2 separate regions of the Triticum aestivum genome follow, and region 2 is linked to region 1. The links are chromatin contacts, called in public Hi-C maps. All regions are on one chromosome and are shown on one strand. Each heading gives the region's core, a stretch centred on a gene start, on an enhancer-like site or on the middle of the called end of the contact. The rest is flanking DNA. Distances are from core to core; before and after follow the strand shown. Region 1 has its middle 44 kb from the start of LOC123062600. Region 2 holds the start of LOC123062600.

Evidence for each region. A called contact is a pair of places that touch in the nucleus more often than the background predicts.
Region 2: a contact with region 1 is called in a Hi-C map of leaf, with 2.5 times the contacts expected there. The contact joins the promoter of LOC123062600 here to the enhancer-like site in region 1. A contact is called at or near these places in 2 of 5 Hi-C or Micro-C datasets (both in leaf).

The regions. Positions count from the first base shown.
Region 1 is chr3A:613,684,651-613,687,707 of IWGSC CS RefSeq v2.1, reverse strand. No RefSeq gene overlaps it. Among protein-coding and RNA genes, the nearest start is that of LOC123062600, 44 kb to the left of the region's middle. Within about 2 kb of position 1,482, at least 2 of the 8 cell types and tissues checked have an H3K27ac peak or open chromatin away from gene starts, as enhancers often do. A contact at or near this core is called in leaf, where this site is marked.
Region 2 is chr3A:613,728,865-613,732,256 of IWGSC CS RefSeq v2.1, reverse strand. It overlaps LOC123062600, which reads right to left and starts at 2,138. Exons shown (of 5, transcript XM_044486178.1): 1 at 1,631-2,138; 2 at 1,140-1,490; 3 at 757-1,036; 4 at 551-658; 5 at 1-424. The coding sequence starts at 1,837. The coding sequence ends at 285.

The sequences.
Region 1 (3,057 bases), core at 233-2,732:
TCATTGCCCCCATGGATGATACAGCCCGATGTATGTTCATCTTGACCTTATGGAGATGCTGGTTCATACGCAATGGAATGGTACATAATAAGCCAGTGCCGCTGGTGGGGGTATCCTGTAGGTTTCTCCAGAGTTTCCTTGACTCGCTGAACTCTAATTTTGACCCGGCAAAAGGGAAGCAAAGCATATCTTATGCGCCTCCTATATCTCATGCTCCCTTGGGGAATATACAGTTGCCCTGGTCTCCACCCCAGCCAGATTGGGTGAAGTTAAATTCGGATGGATCTTTTGGTACTAATGGGAGAGCGGGCGCTGGTATGATAGTACGTGATGGTTCGGGCAAAATCATTTTTTCTGCTTGTAGACACTTACATGTGTGCCGCGATGCACCGGAGACGGAGCTAAGTGCGTGTATGGAAGGGCTGTCTTTTGCTCTACAATGGTGCGAGTCCCTGATTGTCATTGAGATGGATTCCCTTGAGGCGATTGCGCTAGTAAAAGATCCTGGAATAGACCGAACTGTCTATGCAGCTATTGTGATGGAAATAAAGCACCTGAGGAGTCTCAGGGAAACTAGCATTACCCATGTTTTTCATAGTCAAAACAAGGCTAGTGATTGTTTAGCAAATTTCGCAAGAGTAGAAGGTAGAACAGTTACTTGGATTGGCTCGGGCCCTTCGAGGGTCCTTGATTTGGTGTCGGAGGATTGTAAGAACAGTTTGTCTAATTCATATTTAAATGTTTTTTTAAGGATGTCACATCTAAACTCCCACAAATATATAATGCATCAACAAGAAAACAAAAAATAAAATAAAATAAAAAAATAGATCACAAATAAAGTGAACATCAGGTCATATTTAGATGTGTCCTAAACAGACCCTTGTAAGTACTTGATGTCTGAGTAATACAAGTGTTTTAATCCCCCCCCCCCCCCCCCCCCCCCCCCACAAAAAAAAGCACCCAATGGCTCCCAGGTTCTCCGCACGTATGCTGAACACAGCAGTTGAGAAAGAAACGAATTCCTCGTCAACAAACGTCAAGCTGAAGTGCGACTCAAGTCTTACATTACTCTAAACCACCACTCGTGCAATGACAATAAGTTAAGCCGCACTAATACGACAGAAACACCGGAAGGTGGGGAGACCAGCACCCTCAGAGCTGTTGCACCCGCAGAGACCGCACGCCCGTCGTGCGCATCACGCTCCACAATTTGGTTACGAAAACACGTTATCCTGTCCTGTCCAGCACCATACGGACGCCACCAACACCGACCCGTCCCACGATCAGCCACGCAACTCACCAACAATCAGCAGGGGAGAGATCACGACGTGATAACCGATCCAAGATGGCTCGTCGTACAACAAATCATTGGTCGCATTCGGTCGTTCAAATTTCATGACCATCCGTAGGCATACATCACGTCACGCGTTTCGAGAAGGCACGGCCACGGCCCGTTGCGTGGGCGACCCAGCAAGCTTAACCGCGGTGGGTGCGAGCTTACCCATCCGGCAACCTAACTCACCGGTGACTAGCCGGCGAGCACGAGCTCGGATGATTGGCCACCGGTTTTCCGCCGACAGCGACGCCGGAGACCGGCGGTGCGCGTCAAGCATTAACTATCTTCAGCCGGAGCAGCTCGCCGGATCCAAATGCCGCGACGTTGACCTGAGTGAGGATGACGGCCGTTGAAGCCCACACGCACGATGATGGCCAAGTTGAACCGGTGAGCGACCGTCGTACCTCGACGGAGACGGAGACGCATGATGCGACGGCTCGCGGCTCGTCCGTCTCGCCTACCACACGACGCTTTTCTTGTACGCAGATTTAGCGTCTTATCTCCAACTATCACTACAACCACAAGTAGAAGGTTTGTGCATGGTCTGTGGAAGACACTTCTTCACACGTCCTCCGATGACCAGATAAAATCTTATTCCATCTTTAGTGAACCCTCATCGCCATCTCGTCTTCCTAAATAAAACATAAACCCTAACCAAACTAAAACATTACTTGAAAAATGAAGCAGGAGCCTTCCTGCTAGCAAGGGATGAGGTCCATTGCGTCTCTGTAACCCTAAGGTCAACGAAGACGAAGTAGACCGGCGGCGCCGACGGGAGGCAGGAAACCCTAGTTGCCTCTTGTGTGCCTCGTGTAAGACGAAAGGGTACGGGCGACAAATGTAACGATTTTTGTAGTATTAGCTCTCAATTCCATTTCAGTCAAAATGGAACTGATAATCACTCTCGCAAAAAAAATAAAAAAAATAAACCAATAACATGATTCACCTTGAGCTTCCGTGAGCCGAAGAAAACTTACCAACTTTATGCTGCTCGTGAGCGCACTCAAGTGTTTGTGCTCAGAAAATCCATCTCCCGGGCTAGGTGCGTTTGCGGGCCTTTAGCTACGTCCTTTTTGATAGTTTATATAATTTTTATTTCTTTTTTAGTTTTCACGGATTAGATGAGATTATTAAGGTATCTGTTTGGTTCTTTCTTCTTTTTGCACGGAATTTTCTTTCCTTTTTGTATTCTATTTTTTGCTTTTTATTTTATATTTTAGTGCAACTGTATTTTCTTGAGTGCATGCAATCCCCACCCACACATCCTCCGCCACCAAATAAACAATGAACATTTTTTAAAAATACAGAGTGAACAATTTTTTCAATATGATATTAACTCATTGATAAATCAGGTATTTGTTTAGAAATCTATCTATTATTTCTTTAAAAAACAATACAGTTTCATTAAAGAATTCACAAAGTTTCATAAAAGTGTCTCATGTAAATTTGAAAGTGTTTAACTATTATTCGATTTTCTTAAAATGCCCATTTAATTTCAAATAGTCCAACACATTTTTAAGAAATGTTTATGGAAAATATATAATGGTACCTGGGTCTAGAAGAACCCGAACAAAAAATGGTTAAAAAGTGAATCGTTTTTGGAGAAAGCATTGTTTAGTGTATTACTCACATGTAAAGTTTCGCCGCAAAATGACTTCGTTGTATTTTGAACAAATAAAAACAAAACCAATACTATATTAAGCTTACTATTCACAAAAATT
Region 2 (3,392 bases), core at 889-3,388, 44 kb before region 1:
ATGCCATGGATTTTGTTTCTCCTCCGTTGTTTGCTCGTCGGCGTCCATCCATCCATCCATCCAGCACCAACCGTCCCCCAAAATAACCAATATATCACCCACACGCACCCACGCACGCACGCACAAAAGAACACCTAACGCTGATGCTACCGCCACCGCCTCCTACCTCTAGCTAACTTCTACCTAGCGCTAACCATCGATGATGATAGTAATACGTAGTAATACTTAAATATGGCAGTGATCCATGGAAACGGGGGGAGACGGAGACGGACGGACGATGCATCTCAGTACGTCCACTCCGGCGGGAGATTGACCTCGCACGCCACGGCGAGCGGCGGGGAGTGCGCGGCGGCGGCATTGGCGTTGGCGTTGTGCTCGCGCTTCTGGCTCGCCTGCACCGCGTTGCTCCGGCTCACCAGCGCGTCTGTGAGGACACAAAGAAACGAGTTCGAAATGTCAGTCATTGACGGATCTTCATAACCCAAAATAAAGATGCGATTATCATTGGCGTTGCTAGTGCGTGCGTAATCAGAAGGGATTGATTGCTCACCGTGATCAAGAACGAAGGCTCCGGGGTAGCACGGGCGGGCGCCGAGGTCTTCGACGTTGAGGTTGAGCGCCTGCACGACGCGCGCCGGGAGGAGGACCGTGGAGCAGCCTGAGGCCGAGCAGAGCCACAGGATTTTTAGCTAAGAATACTTTTGGGGGACATGACAGGGGCAGGCAAAGGAAGTGGGGGCGAGAAAGGGGGCGCACTTGGTTTCTTCTTGGGCTCGGCGGGCGCGCCGGCCTGCCGGGGGATGAACACGCCGGTGCCGGTGCACTCGCGCTTGGCCCCCGGAGGGGTGAGGAACACGGCGCGCATGCCGGCCGCGGACGGTGGGGCGTGGTGCGGGGACTTCTGCAGCGGCGGCCAGGCCGAGGGGCTCAGCCCGAGCGGCCCGACGTCGGCGGAACCCCACGCCATGGCCGCCGCCATCGCCAGCTGCTGCTCCCGCTGGTGCTTCATCAGCTGCTGCTGCTTCAGGAGATGGAACTGAAACCCGAAACCATACAAAACGTCAGAGAATAATCACTCCGGCGAGAAACGAAGCGCAAGAGTTGGCCGGCACGGTGCATGAGAAGACAGAGGAACTCACACGAGCGACTTGGGCCTGGCGCTGTGCGAGCGAGTTGTTCGGCGGGTACTGGTAAGGGCCGACGGGCTTTGGGGAGGGAAGCAGCGGCGGAGAGGGCTTCCTCGCCGGCGGCGCGACGCCGGCGCCGTGGATGGGAGGAGGGTTAACAACAGGCACGGGGATGCTGTCCACGCCGAGGCGGGCCACCTGCCCGGCGGCCTCGTGCAGGAGGTCCCATGGGTCGGCCGGCCGCTGCTCCAGCGGCGAGGACGGCGGCGAGCTGACCTGCGAGCCGCCGCCGGTGGGGCTGTCCTCCCCGGAGGCCTGCAGCACGCAGAGCGTGGACTGCGGAGACCCAGACATCACCTCCGCCTGGAGCGCGAGACACGCAGAGACAGAGAGAAACAACAACCAATCAGATGCTTCCAAAGACAACAAACAGGGATGCCAACCCAAACCAGGCCAAGAAGCGACGAGACGAGGAGACGAGAGTCCGGCAACCGAAAACCAACCTTGGGAATGGCGCGGTCGCCGGCGTCGCAGTCGAGGGCGGCCACGCGGCGCGAGAGCCCTTCGAGCCCGTCCTCGTCGTCGCTGTCGCTCCTGGCCGCCGCCGCCGCCGCGGCGGCCGCCGCCTTCTCGTCGGAGAAGAAGTCGTCGTCGAGGAACTCGTCCGGCAGCCAGAAGCCGGCGCCGGCGCCGTGGTGCTCCTCCGCCATTTCCGCCCAAGGAAGAAGGAACCAACTCCTCTGCGTGAAGCGTGGACGGAACGACCCCCTACCCGAATATTATAGGCGCGCGCGAAGGCGGGGGACGGAGGCCAGAAATCGCCGCTCGGGGAAGAGATAATTACGCCCAACACGTACCGGGTGATGGCTCCCTCTGCCTCTCCTGCCGCTAATGCTTCTCACTCCTCACAAAGCGTATTTATCTCACCGGACGGACGGACGGACGGCGGAGAAAAGCGGCGGGGTGGGGGAGGGGGAATGTCAAGGACGGACGGCGAGCCGATGTGGAGGTCAAAGGGGCGGATGTGCGGGTGGTTTATAAAGAGAGGGTAGGGGGGGGGGCAAAATTTACCGGGCGATTTGTTCAAAAGTGTAAAAGGTTACCATTGCGTTTGCGGTGGTGGTGGCGCCGGCGTGTTTGTTGTGCGCCTCCTCGGGGCCGCGTTTCTAACCGGCCGGGTTAAGTATGGTAACCTGGCCAAAATAACCAGCTCTTTTCGCGCTGCGCTTTACGGCTCCCCCCTCATGCGCAACGTCTGGCGGAGAGGTTTCAGTTTCACCTCACCTCGCCGCGTCGTGTCTGTCACCCCTTCTGGCTGAGCCTCAGCTCAACTCATGTGACTTTTGCCTCTGGAAATGGCACCAATAATTGTCTGGCGTCGCGTTCGCAATGTCGTGATTTTGGTTGCAGTGTTGGGTGTGCGACGAAACAACATCGTATGAACAGCGGAAAGTTGCATGGGGTTCACACCAAGGCACCGGACCGAATCGAACGTGCGATCTATAGGCAGATCAGCGCGTTATTAAGAGGACCATTCACGGAAGTGGTTTCACGCGGAAACCAGCGTGCCCCCACCGAAATGCCACCATTCGGGTGATACTTATTTGTGGTGGTGATTAAATTACTGCCGCGTTGGCGTGCGCGACGAAGAAGCTTGTGCGTCACGAGACCCGCGTCGGGCCCCAGGAGTTTGTACTCGTCTCATGTCACCGCGCTGTCCAGCGGCCACATTGAATTCGTGTCCGGCTCGCCTCTCGGGCCGCGGCCAGGTGTACTGCGTGTGGTAAACCGGTAACGGAGTGCCCGTTCGTGCGTCGCGTTCGTGCCGTGCCATGCCATGCCAGTCCAGACGTGAATGTACGTGCGTGCCGTGCGCCGACGAGAGTGAGTGAGCCCGAGAGTGGCATGCAGATACAGATGCAACAATTCGTCCGGTCGCCCAGATGCGCTGGCGTACGAGGGATGGGAACCTTTTCTCCTCGGATTCTTGCGGACCGCCGCTGCATGGGTCGATAGATTCCGCAACGACCGCGCAAAGAACAGGCCGGCCACGCCCGTCGCCAATGGCGGCGCGCTTGTCGCGCCGGTTCGGCCGACGGCGCCCTCGTAGGCACGTAGGAGTACTACGTACGTAGCCCCGCGAAACCAGCCAGCGCCTCGGGCTCACGGGCGCCACGATCTTAATTTACCACGTTCTGTTTGGCAAATTGTTTTCACGGCCGCGCGCTTCTTTTGGCGGCAGCGGTCGCGTTTTGGGCGGGGCGA